Regions from separate parts of the Rattus norvegicus genome. Here all the other regions are linked to region 3. A link is a contact called in public Hi-C data. All regions are on one chromosome and are shown on one strand. Each heading gives the region's core, a stretch centred on a gene start, on an enhancer-like site or on the middle of the called end of the contact. The rest is flanking DNA. Distances are from core to core; before and after follow the strand shown. Region 1 overlaps Nsd3 (nuclear receptor binding SET domain protein 3). Region 2 holds the start of Bag4 (BAG cochaperone 4). Region 3 overlaps LOC134482518 (a long non-coding RNA gene).

What was found. Hi-C and Micro-C count contacts between places; a contact is called where the count stands out from the background.
Region 1: a contact with region 3 is called in a Hi-C map of the A7r5 cell line, with 5 times the contacts expected there. The contact joins two enhancer-like sites. A contact is called at or near these places in 2 of 12 Hi-C or Micro-C datasets (the A7r5 cell line and mammary epithelial cells).
Region 2: a Hi-C map of mammary epithelial cells shows a contact between it and region 3, with 3 times the contacts expected there. The contact joins the promoter of Bag4 here to the enhancer-like site in region 3. A contact is called at or near these places in 3 of 12 Hi-C or Micro-C datasets (Schwann cells, frontal cortex and mammary epithelial cells).

What each region holds. Positions count from the first base shown.
Region 1 is chr16:73,116,988-73,121,021 of GRCr8, forward strand. All of the region lies in intron 4 of Nsd3 (nuclear receptor binding SET domain protein 3), which reads right to left. Among named protein-coding and RNA genes, the nearest start is that of Nsd3, 49 kb to the right of the region's middle. Within about 2 kb of position 1,739, at least 3 of the 93 cell types and tissues checked have an H3K27ac peak or open chromatin away from gene starts, as enhancers often do.
Region 2 is chr16:72,990,137-72,994,156 of GRCr8, forward strand. It overlaps Bag4 (BAG cochaperone 4), which reads left to right and starts at 1,271. Exons shown (of 5, transcript NM_001025130.1): 1 at 1,271-1,856. The coding sequence starts at 1,584. It overlaps Lsm1 (LSM1 homolog, mRNA degradation associated), which reads right to left and starts at 1,445. Exons shown (of 4, transcript NM_001108876.1): 1 at 1,047-1,445. The coding sequence starts at 1,092.
Region 3 is chr16:73,499,223-73,503,511 of GRCr8, forward strand. It overlaps LOC134482518 (a long non-coding RNA gene), which reads right to left. Exons shown (of 3, transcript XR_010058740.1): 1 at 1,539-4,289; 2 at 828-1,043. Among named protein-coding and RNA genes, the nearest start is that of Tacc1, 46 kb to the right of the region's middle. Within about 2 kb of position 1,644, at least 12 of the 93 cell types and tissues checked have an H3K27ac peak or open chromatin away from gene starts, as enhancers often do.

The sequences.
Region 1 (4,034 bases), core at 489-2,988, 380 kb before region 3:
GGCTAGAGTGTCCCAGCACCCATGTCAGCAGTTCATAACCACCCCTAACTCCAGCTACTCAGGGGCTCTCAGACCTCTAGCCTGGGTGGCCACTGCACTCAGATGCACACACCCACACCCAGAATTAAAAACAAAAGCATGTTTAACAGGCCTTTTTGAACCCATGTGTGGCTGGTGGAGTATGAGGACCGACTGCCATGAAGGCTTCCGGCATACTTCGGGAATACAAGGTGGTGGGGTGCTGCTTGCCCACCCCAAAGTGCCTGCCACATGCACCACAGTTCCGAATGTGCATCTTCATACCCAGCCATGTAGCGACCCAAGTCCCGCTTATGGTACTGGTGTGGCAGTGAAAGAAGATGAAGAAGTCACAGGGGAAGACAGTGCTCTGTGGGCAGGTGTTTGAGAAGTCACCATAGCATATGAAGAACTTAGGCATCTGGCTGTGCTACGCCTGCAGTGGCACAGACAAGATGCACAGAGAGAGCATTGGATCTGACCATCGCTCGTGCCTTCACAGTGCTACCAAGGCTCAGGTACCCAGCACCATGTCTGTGCTCGCTCCATCAGAGCTGAAGTGGAGGAGACTGCAGCGGTCAGGTGCCGATGGCCGGGTGTCAAGCAGGTCCACGACTCCAAAATCAAGTTTCCATTGACCCAGTATGTGTTATGGCACCAGCACAAGCCACGCCTCACTACCAAGATGCCCCAAACCTTCTTTTACACCCAAAGACTCATTGAGTAAAACTCCAGAGTCAAAAAGAAAGTCTTTTAAGTCGGGCTACAAAGAAGGCAAAGTGGGTAAGGGCTCACTGCTCTTGCAGAGGACTGGAAGAGCACCCACTTTTCAGCACCCACATGGAGGCTTACAACCAACCCCACTCCAAGGATAGGATACTTTCCTGCACCCCAGGAACCAGGCACGCAAATGGGTGCACATACACACCTGCAGGCAAAACACCCACCCTCACAAGCAGTCTTTAAATAAAACTATGTTCACAATATTGTTGGTGTTAAAAGTAAACATGGGAAGGCTGTAGGTGGCACCTGTTTGATCGACACTCAGGAAGCAGAGGCAGGCAGATCTCTGCGAGTTCCAGGCCAGTCAACACTACATAATGAGACCCTGTCACAAAGAAGAGAAGAAGGGGAGGGACGGGAAGGAGGGAGGGGGGGCGAGAGGGAAGGGAGGAGGGGGAGAGGGAAGAGAGGAAGGGGAGAGGGAAGGGAGGAGGGGAGAAAAGCAAGCACGAGGCATGGGGCTGAGAAAAGAGAAGATGGCTCAGCAGATAAGCACACTGGCTGCACAGGCATGAGGACATGAGTCATTTCCTCAGCACCAGGGTGAGAATCCAGGCATGACCTCACGTGCCTGTAAGCCAGTGCTGTGAAATGGGGACAGGACGAAGGCTAGGTTTTCTGGCCATCAGATAAACTGCAGACTCAATAAGAAATCCTGATTCAGGGGTTGGGGATTTAGCTCAGTGGTAGAGCGTTTGCCTAGCAAGCGCAAGAAGCGCAAGGCCCTGAGTTCAGTCCCCAGCTCCAAAAAAAAAAAAAAAAAGAAAAGAAAAGAAAGAAATCCTGATTCAAAGGGAATCAGGTTGACAGTGATAGACAATAGGACACTCAACGTCCTCTTCCAGCTCGGTGTGTGTGTGCACAGGTAGCACACCTACGGACAGACAGACAGAGTAAAAGTACATGTTATATCAAAGGCCCAGGCCAGCCTGGTTAACACAGTGAGATACTTCACAAACTAAAACAATGCCTTCCCCAGGAAAAAGATAACCTTCATTTACAAGTCTATTAATTACAAATATGCACAGAGAAAAGGAATTATAAAATGTTATTTTATAACTATGGTATGTAGGTGGTTTGTCTGCAAGTATGTATGTCTATGCTCCAGTGCCTGGTGCTCGAGGAGGCCTGAAGAGAACAGCAGATTCCCTGAAACTGGAGTGAGAGTGTGTGTAGGTGCTGGGAATCGAACCCCGGTTCTCTAGTAACCGCTGAGCCATCTCTCCAAGCCCACCTCAAACTTTAATAGTATAGATAGATACTTTCATAGATAGAAGTTGAGACTATGGACATCTTTTAGGTTCTGTCAGTTACACTCAGAGTTTTGCCCTTCCCCAATTAATACATAATATTTTTAAAATAGAAGAGGCATTTAATTTCAACTTAAAATGAGAACTAGGGGTTGGGGATTTAGCTCAGTGGTAGAGCGCTTGCCTAGCAAGCGCAAGGCCCTGGGTTCGGTCCCCAGCTCCAAAAAATAAAATAAAATAAAATAAAAAAATAAAATGAGAACTAAACAATAAAATACAACTTAAAATAGAAATATGGTAGAAATATCTTTCAATACACGCCCACAAAGAGTTACTATTATTAATAGTATAAAAATTGTTGGACAAAATATAAATATATTGTCCAATGCTACCAGTCTGACTGATAACAATATAGAAAACAATGACTACTATGTATGCTCAAGATAAACTGTACAAAACGGCTTGGACACAAAGCAGCAGAGTGCTTCACAGGCATCATGTGCAGAATAAAATCTGAGTCTTGCTTTCAAAAGAACAGAGGAAGCTACTTTATAACTATACCAGATGCTCTAACAGGATACTATCTGGCAATAAAGAGTGATAATGTACTGATACATGCTAGAACATGGACAGACCTCTAAATCATACTGAGTGAAAGAAGCCAGGAGAATGGCAAAGATCCTAAGGAGAAGGCACTGACTGACAGCTAGCCTCAGGGTGTATGGGAATCCCAAGTGATGTCTACTGGGTGTCAGATGTCTTTGGGGGGTGGGGGGAGTTGACAGAATTCCTAGGTTGTGGTGACAGTAGCATAACTTTGAATGGATTTTTAAAAAGTCACTAAGTTGGGCTGGAGAGAGGCTTCAAAGGTTAAGAGCACTGACTGCTCTTCCAGAGGTCCTGAGGTCAATTCCCAGCAACCACATGGTGGCTCACAACCATCTGTAATGGGATCTGATGCCCTCTTCTGATGTCTAAAGACAGTGACAGTGTACTGATATAAATAAAATAAATAAATCTTAAAAACAAAAACAAAAACAGAATCACGAAGTTCTGGCATTTAAATAAAAGGGTAAATCTGAGTCAGGTTTAGAATGCACACCTTTAATTCCAGCTCAGGGGAGAAAGAGGCAGGCAGTTCTAGTTCTAGGACAGCCTGGTCTATAACAAGGAGTTCCAGGTCAGAAAGAATTCCATAGTGAGATCCTGCCTCAAATAAATAACAAACAAATAAATTATTAAATATTACTAGATGAATGAATACTTCAAAAAAGTTATTAGATTTTAAAAGGTTTATAACAAAATAATATTTATGCTTTTAGTCAAAACATGAATGATTTTTAAACTCTAGATTCTCAAATTACTAAGAGTAATATAAACAAGTTTTCTAGCACTAAAGTAAAAACACTGGCCTAGCTGAAGTCATCTGACTAGTGGATGAAATAATGACTCAAATGTGAGAGCTCCTAGGGCTGCAGGGTGACTCAGTAGTGAAGACTGCAGATGCCTTTACAAAGGACAAGTCCAGTTCCCAACGCTCCTCAGCAAGGTCGAGACTTGCCTGTAACTTCAGCTCCAGGGCATACAAGCCTCCAAGGGCACCCGCAGGCATGTGCGTACTCCCTCTCCCCACGCACACATATAACAATTTAAAATTAAGAAATAAAGTTTAAAGAGAAAAACGTAAAAAGTCCTTAATCTCAAACACTGCTCTCTTGTGAGAAGAGAACGGGAGAGCCATGACTCTTGTGTGGCATCATCTGAAAGCTCTTGAGCCCTAGATATGCACAGGAATTGTTTTATTTCAGGAGTTGACTTAGTCTTCTTTGACAAGGCCTGCCCGATGCCCAGGAACAGACTGGTGGAAGTTCCAAGGAACTGCACAAGCTGACCTAACACCATTCTCTGTTCGTGCTTCTCTAGTTATGGCCACAGGGTTCCGCTGGTAAAAGCCGTAGAGCAAGGGTTGGAACATGGCTCTCA
Region 2 (4,020 bases), core at 21-2,520, 510 kb before region 3:
TGCTGACTACAGAGCAGAGAGATGGCTCGGTGCTTAAGAGCACTGGCTGTTCTTCCAGAGGACCCAGGTTTGATTCCCAGAATCCTTTTCTGGTCTCTCCAGCACCAGGCAAGCAAACAGTGCACAATCATATACATTTTTTTTTTAACGCTGCTTTAAAAGTTCTGTTCGAGGAATCATACACAGGTAAGACTTTAAAGGAGAACATGAAAGTGGGGGCTGGAGAGATGGTTCAGAAGAGCACTTGTTGCTCTTGCAGAAGAAGATCTGAGATTCTTTCTCAGCACCCACACTGTGACTCTGTAACTCTGTCTGTAACTCCAAATTCCAGAAGATCCAAAGAAGAGAAGGCCATGTGGCTTCTTGGGTACCAATATGCACGTGGTTTAATTACATGTAGACACGATATGAATACACAACAAATAAAATTAAACCTTCAAAAAACACGAAATTGTAACCTCTTGGTCTGTACAGGACTGACCTTCTTTTAGTAAAAGCAAAACTGTCGAACAGAAAACAGTAAGTTTGAGGTGACTTAGCATTTGCAGAAAAGCAGGTTATTACCTCCGACACCTGTCTCTCTAACTTTAATCTGAAAGTGCTAATGACCCTCATAGGAATAGAAGACCGCAAACTGGCTATATAGCAGTAAGCCTGCGTTTACTTCTAATTAAGTTCAACTGCTGTTGTCTTAACATTTTCTGTGTTGGTGAGTCCTTCCTATAAGCATTCTCCATCCATCCATCGTCAAATATAACTTTGAAATGCTGCAGTGAAGGGCAGGGCACGCGAACGAAGTCGCCTGGGCCACTTCACGTTCACAAGTCGGATGCTGCGCCCCTCAGAAAGAGTTTCACAGTTTGGGGGGCGGGGAGGTGTCACCAGCTCAAGGACAGAGGAGGTAGGTTGGGAATGGGCTTCGAGGCTATGAAGGCAGACCACCCCGCCCCGGCCCAGAGATCTCTCTCGAAACTCCTTCTCAAGGGATGCCCACTCGGGAAAGGGTCCCACACCAGGCTCCCCCCGAGGGAGAAGTAGGTACTCACTGTCGATGTCCTCGATGAGGCTGGCGGTGCCGGGCATATAGTTCATTTTGAGCTCTCGCAAGGCTGCACTGGACGGCCGCGAGGGCGTCCAATCGCCCGTCGGCGGGACGCGGACGGGAACCCGCCGCTCACCTGCAACTCAAACACCGCTAGTCGCCGGAAGCGTTTCAGGTAACCCCACCCACTTCCGGTATCGCCTGTCCATCCACTGAAAAAGGCGTGCCGGGCGTTCGGTCGCAGACAACGTTTTCTTCCTTTCTAGTCAGTGAAGTGAAGTCCAGGTCGGAAGGGCGGAGAATAGGCGTTTCCTCACTCGTGACAAGCGCTGTCCCTCGCCTCGCTTTCCTGCTCCGAGGCCCGGGTTGATCCGTACAGTCCATGACCGCTCGGCACTCGGCGTGCAAGGGGCGGGACCGGCTCGGGATTGGCTGTAGCCGTCCTAACCCCCTTCGCCGCCCGCCAATACCTGTGGCCCGCAGGCGCCTGCGCAATGGGACGGCCGTGGGGGGCGGGAAGCGCTTCGCGGCAGCGGAGCCCATGTCGGCCCTGAGGCGCTCGGGCTACGGCCCCAGTGACGGCCCTTCGTACGGCCGCTACTACGGGCCCGGGGGCGGCGATGTCCCGGTCCACGTACCTCCGCCCTTATACCATCCGCTTCGCCCGGAGCCTCCCCAGCCTCCGGTTTCCTGGCGAGGGCGCGGGGGCGCCCCGGCCGAGACCACCTGGCCGGGAGAAGGCGCAGGTGGTGATGGCTACTACCCCTCTGGAGGCGCCTGGGCAGAACCGAGCAGAGCTGGAGGAGGCCACCAGGTAAGCCTTCAAGTCTTTTCCGGGGCTCCAGTAGGGAAGTCTTGGGCGGAGGTGAGGACATTTGAGGGGTTTATACTTAGGGTTTGTTACGACTCGGGTTTCTGATTTGTTCGTCTTCTGGGGAGGGTGCAGAGACGAGGACTGGAGATGTGAGGGGATATATTTGTCCCTTCGTTTTTACTTCAGCCATCGTAAGTGTGCCTGTTACCACGAAACGAACCGAAAAATTATTCTGCGCTGACTTCCTAAGCTTAGTAGCAGGCTGCAGCAGGATCTCTCTCCCGAGAGCGTAGGTTAGCGAGATTGGGCTGTAACAATTTATCCTGCGTGGCTAGGGGAGCTGCAGCCCTAGTCGTTACTCAGCAGCCCCTCCCGCGGGGAAGGGATCGGATCCGAACGGGGCGGGCCGATCATTTAGTTCCTTATCACTAAAGCTCTGCCCGGAATTGAATCAGGAGTAATCAATGTTGTAAAGTACCCTTATGTTCTATTTAATCATCACAAGACTGCAAGACAGATGTTATTAATGCTTCCCAATTTCTGAATGAAGAAGGCCCTGAGAGATCAACTTGCTTAGTATGTTTGGACCTTAACATTTTATTACTTGCATACATGCCAAAAATATATTTCTATTTTCTCCTTGTATGGGGCTATCATTCTAGGATGGTGGCACACATCTTTTGATCTTCATAAATAACATTCTTATTTGCTGAAAATTAATTATAAAATTCTCACACATCCATGATAGGATTGTGAAATAGTACAGGGCTTTGGAAAACAGCTGGGTTGTTCATAAAACTTCTGACAGAATTAATTTATCTATCAGATCTACTTTTAAGTATACTCAAGAAATGGAAAACAAGGGGTGGTGTGTGTGTTTAATGCCAGCACCCAGGAGCAGACCAGCCAGCCTGGTCCATATAGACATAATAAGTTCCAGTACAGCCAGGGCAACATAGTGAGACCCTGTCTCAAACAACAGCAGCAGCAACACCAGAAACATGGAAAACATGTCCACATAAAAAGATTTAATACTTTTTAGCATCATTAATGATAATGGCCAAAAAATGGAAATAACTTGTATAGTTATCAGCTGATTTCTGGATTAACAAGCATGACTTACATTTTAGAACATAACATCTAGAAGGATATGAATCAATCTCTCTCTCTCTCTCTCTCTCTCCCTCCCCCCCTCCCCCCCCTCCCTCTCCATCCTCTCATATTTGTTTCATCGTGGAATGAACCTTGAATAGATCATGCTTGGTGGATGAAGTTAGTCACAAAGATTGCACCTCATATTGTGTGATTCCTTTTACATGTAGTGCCCATAGTAAGCAATTGGTAGGCTGCTGGGGTTGCGGACTGGGAGAAAGTGTTGAAAAACTGGGCTTTGAGGTGATACAGTGTTCTGAAGTTGGTGAAGATGGTTTCAAATTCTGAGTATCCTAAAAACCACTGAATTGTACATTTTAAAAGGGTAGGCTAAATTGTTTCTCTAAAAATTGTATAAGAAGAAAACCATGTAGTATTCATAAGTTAGCTGGAAAGAAGGATCTGTATTCCCTGTGCTGATTCCCTAAGTAGGATGGGATAAGTAGGCCAACGGACCTACTTTAATCACAGGATCTAGAAATGAAGGAGTCAGCCTTTAAGTGCCCAAATTGAAGATCAGTTGATGAGGAAAAGGAATGGAGCTTTAAACTAGCTTCTATCGAGTTTGCTCTGTTAGCAAACTAAAAGTCCGTCTTGTTGGGGAAAGACTTGCAAAGGTTCAGGTTCGCATCACGCAGGGACTTGTGCGGTTTGGAGTAGAGCTGTGCATATAGGGCAGATTATAGGGCTAGAGTAGTTTGAGATAAACTGGAGATGTATAGTGGGCATCTGTTAATTTTGTTTTGTTTCAAGACTGGGTTTCTCTGTGTATCGCTGGCTGTTCTGGAACACCATCTGTAGAACAGGCTGCCCTCCAGCTCACAGAGAGCTGCCTGCCTCTGCTTCTGCCTTTGCCTGTGCCTGTTGTCATAGATGTACTTTTTTTTTTTTTTTCAGATCCACAATCTTAACTTCATTGGTTTTTACTAAATTTTACAATATTTATCTGTGAAATTTAAAAAACATACAGGGCTAAGGAGATGGCTTACCTTGCATGAATACAGACTGGGCT
Region 3 (4,289 bases), core at 394-2,893:
ACATAGTAGATACTTGGTCAGTGCTGGGTCATAGGCCAGCCTGACACACATAGTAGGTGTATGATCAGTGCTGGGTCATAGGCCAGCCTGACACACATAGTAGGTACTTGGTCAGTGCTGGGTCATAGGCCAGCCTGACACACATAGTAGGTATATGATCAGTGCTGGGTCATAGGTCAGTCTGGCACACATAGTAGGTACTTGATCGGTGCTGGGTTATAGGCCAGCCTGACACACATAGTAGGTACTTGGTCAGTGCTGGGTCATAGACCAGAAGATGGTGTTGAATCCCAGGAAGGCAGAGGTGTAGTTGTGAGCAGCCTGAGGTGGGTGGACCAGAGAGATCAAATGCTCTCGGAGGCAGAGTAATAAGTATTCTCTATGTTGATTTTGCTGCTGTGGTTTAATATATTAAAACATAGAATCGGTACTTAATTACTTTTCAAAGTTTTATTTTTGTGTAGATGTTTTCCTGCATGACTATCTGTGCACTGTTGCAATGCCCTCAGTGGCCAGAAGAGGGCATTATATCCTCTAGAACTGGAGTTTCAGGCAGTTGTGAGCCACCATGTAGGTGCTGGGAGCCAACCCAGAATCCTCCCTAAGAGCAGCAAGTGCTCTTAACCTCTGAGCCTCCTCTCCAGGCCCTAATTAAATACTTTTAATAATGGGGGTTAAATTTTATTGCCACATATTATAGTTTCTACGCCTTATGTATCAGTTAAAATACATTAAATAAAATTTTCTCCTAAAGGAAAATCTCTAACCTGATGACTTGTTAAAAAATACCCTTTCTTACAGTCTTGCTTACGTTATCAGTTTATTACCTGCTTTCTGCTCAGACAAAGGATAGACGAGATAGCCCATGTCCTGACTGCAAACACATCCCCATCAGCTCTGAGAATTGCTGAGTTTCCCTGCAGGTCAGTTGATCTAAAAGTTTCCAGTTTGTGGCGTGACCATTCACAGAAAGGCTAAAGATGGTTACCAACAACCAAATCTTCTGACGGGCCCCTCAGACCTGTGCGACCCCGGGTCTGTCCCTGCGTGCCAGAGGAGATAGATAATAGGTTGGAAAGGTAACCAGTTCTGTTTCCTTGGGTACCTCTTACTGCACTCCATACAGGCTACAGGGTGGTCGCCCCAACAGGAGAGGGCTCAACTGGGCGCCCACAATTAAAAGGCTGTCTTCTCCCAGCTGTTGTTGGTTTTCCTCCGGAAAGAAAGAAGGGTGGGACCAATAAGAGGGATGTGGGCGTGCGTTTGCTTGGAATCCAAAGGGTCAGGGTTTAAAAAAAAATTCTATCAAAAAAATGTTCCCAGTAAAAAAGTTCAGGGGTCGGGGAGGAAGCTCTGGATTTATTTATTTATTTTTAAAACTAAATTCTGTAACATGAGAAAGTCTTTCACAAGGAGAGCGTTCTGGAGCCAAGTTCATCCAGAGGAAAATATTTTCAGTACATGACGGAGAGGGAAAGAGGGGAGAGTGGGGGTAGGGAAAGGAAAAAGGGGAGGCAGCAGCAAAGCGATTTAAATACCAGTTATTGCAAGTAGCTTCCAGGAAGACCCGAGATTACTCCTTGAGCTCCATGTCCCAGAGGACATTTCCTGTCCGGCCTCTGGAAGGTCTAGCCAAAAGTTACAAAACATCCTTTTCCCTGTGCCCCAGGGCTGGTGGAGGAGGGAGTGCCTGCCAGCCAGTCCTCGCAGCAGGTGGGGCGAGCCGCTGCGGACCGACAGGTAGGAGCCTTGTGCACTGGGGGCATTTCACTGGGTTCAGCAGCATCCTACTAGCGTGGGTGGCCGCAAGGCTATCTCGGGAAAGGTGAGAACGTTTTTAAACCGCTGTTTGAGTAGAGAGCGTTACTGGCCACTCTAGGAGATAAGTTGTGTCAAATGAAGCTGTCTCCTGCGTCCCCCTAGTGTCTGACTTGGCCAAACGCATCCATAAGTACGGTCAGCTCTGAGTACATTCAGAGAAGGGGCTGGCTAGAAAGGGCCCTGATTAACCAGAGCCTGGCTCTTCCCCCAGGCCTGAACCGTGGGTGTTTCTGGTCGGAGGATGATCCTCTTCCTCCCATCCGTGGTCCTGGGTCAGTGTGCCCTGAGGTACTCAGGCGCCTTCTTCCACAGCCGAGGAGGGTAGGAAGTAAGTAAGGCACCTTTCGGATGCCTTTCTCCGGTTCCGAAACTCTCTGCTCTTTATCACACATTTTGCCCTTTGGCCACACCTCGCCTTGCCTTGCCTTGTTCTCTAACAGGTTAACTAAATGAGTAAGGGGTCTGAACTAAACGGTCAGAACCTACCGACTGGTTATCAACAAGTACCGTGTGCCACCAGATAGTCTAAAGGATGCCAGGGGTTGGGGATTTAGCTCAGTGGTAGAGCGCTTGCCTAGCAAGCGCAAGGCCTTGGGTTCGGTCCTCAGCTCCGGGGGGAAAAAAAAGGAAAAAAAAAAAAAGGAGGCAGACGCCAGCCGTCATCATAATTTCTGATTTACAGGTGACCGATGAGCCTGAGAGGGAGGGTCTCATGTCCAAACTGCTGAGTTCAGAAACTAGGAAGCCCGGGGTTTAAACCTGGGTTCTGTTATGTTTTATAAAAAGATAAGAAGGTTTGGTGGGGGCGTGGTATGGTGTGGGGGAAGGGTGTGCCACTGCCGGGCATTCCTTCCCCCTAATAGTTTATTTAGGGCATGGGGAAGGGAGTTGAGGTAGTGGAGGCAGAGAAAGGCAGAGAGAGAGAGAGAGAGAGAGAGAGAGAGAGAGAGAGAGAGAGAGAGAGAGAGAGGGAGGAAGGGGAATGGGGAGAAGAGGGTAAGCGATAGAGAGTAAGAGAAGAAGAGAAGAGAGCAAGAGAGTGAGGAGGGGGCAAGCAGCCCCTTTTCTAGTGAGTCAGGCACACCTGGCTGTTGCCAGGTAACTGTGGGGTGGAGCCTAGACGAAATGCCAACAGGTTCCAACCAGTTGCTGACTCTGGACAGTTCGTTGCTCTCTACCTCTCTAACATTGGCTAATAAGAGCCCGGCCTCACAGAGGCGTTGTGAGGGGCACTGGTGGTAAACATTATTTTACTATAAAGCAGGTGAGCAATGCAATGTGCTCGTCTTGGATGCTGCAGTATGCAGGCTTCCTGTAGAGGGGTTCGGCCATCACTCCCAGTGCAGAAGCGGGAGTTCTGCAAGGTGTCCCGAGTGCCTGGTTAGGGTCAGGACCTGCTGTCGGGGCTGTGCATGTTCACTGGCCAGCAGAGTGTGACTAAAGCCAGCAATTCACACCAAGTTCCAGGGCACCCTTCACACACCTCACAAATGTGCATCTCTTGGTCATGATGCAAGAACTGTGTTCTCTGTGACGATTCCTTCACGAAAGCAGAGGCATCTGGTGTCCCGTAACCTCCTCTTGTAAGTTTCAGCCCAGAAGCTGCGACTTTGTCTTGCTTGAAGAAAAGGTTTTTGGTTGAAAAGAAGTTCTGACCCTTTACAGAACTACTGACCTGAGCAGACAGGGCTTTGCCGGGACTGCAAATGAGTTGGTTTGCAGAGTTGCAACCACACAGGTCAGTTCATACAGCTCTTACCAAAGCCCCGGGAGGGATGGGCAGCCTCTGCCGGTGAGCGATCTAAAGAAAGGGAGAGACCTTACATGACCGGCTCATAAACACCCGACCTGTTTGTCTGAGGCTCCAGGCCTTGGATGATCTTGTAGGCCAGTCAGACAAGGTAGGAGGAACTGTGGTGGTGGCGGCTTTTTGTGTTTTTGTAAAGGAGGACTCTTGAGAAAAAGCTGGCCTGAATGGGTCACAGAGCCAAGACAGAATGTTCTATGGAAGGAAATGAGTTCTGGAATAGGTGGAGTTAACACATTTTTTTAGACTTGTGATCCTGTGCTAAGATTGCAGGGGCCAGCACTGAGCCATGCTGCATCCCTGGTAAATATTTATTTACGAAATGCTACAGAGCGCGCGCTCTCTCTCTCTCTCTCTGTGTGTATGTGCGCATGTGTGTCTCTCTCATGTGCATGCATGCATGTGTGTGTGAGTGTGTGTGGGTCTCGTGTGTGCGAGTGTGTCTCGTGTGCATGCATGCATATGTGTGTGAGTGTGTGTGGGTCTCGTGTGTCTCGGGTGCATGCATGCATGATGCATATGTGTGTGCTCTCTGTCAGTGTACATGCATGCCTGTGTGTGTGTGACTGTGAGTGTGTCTCATGTGCATTCATGCATGCGTGTGAGTGTGTGTATGTGAGTGTGTGTGTGAGTGTGTGTGTGTGACTGTGTGTGTGAGTGT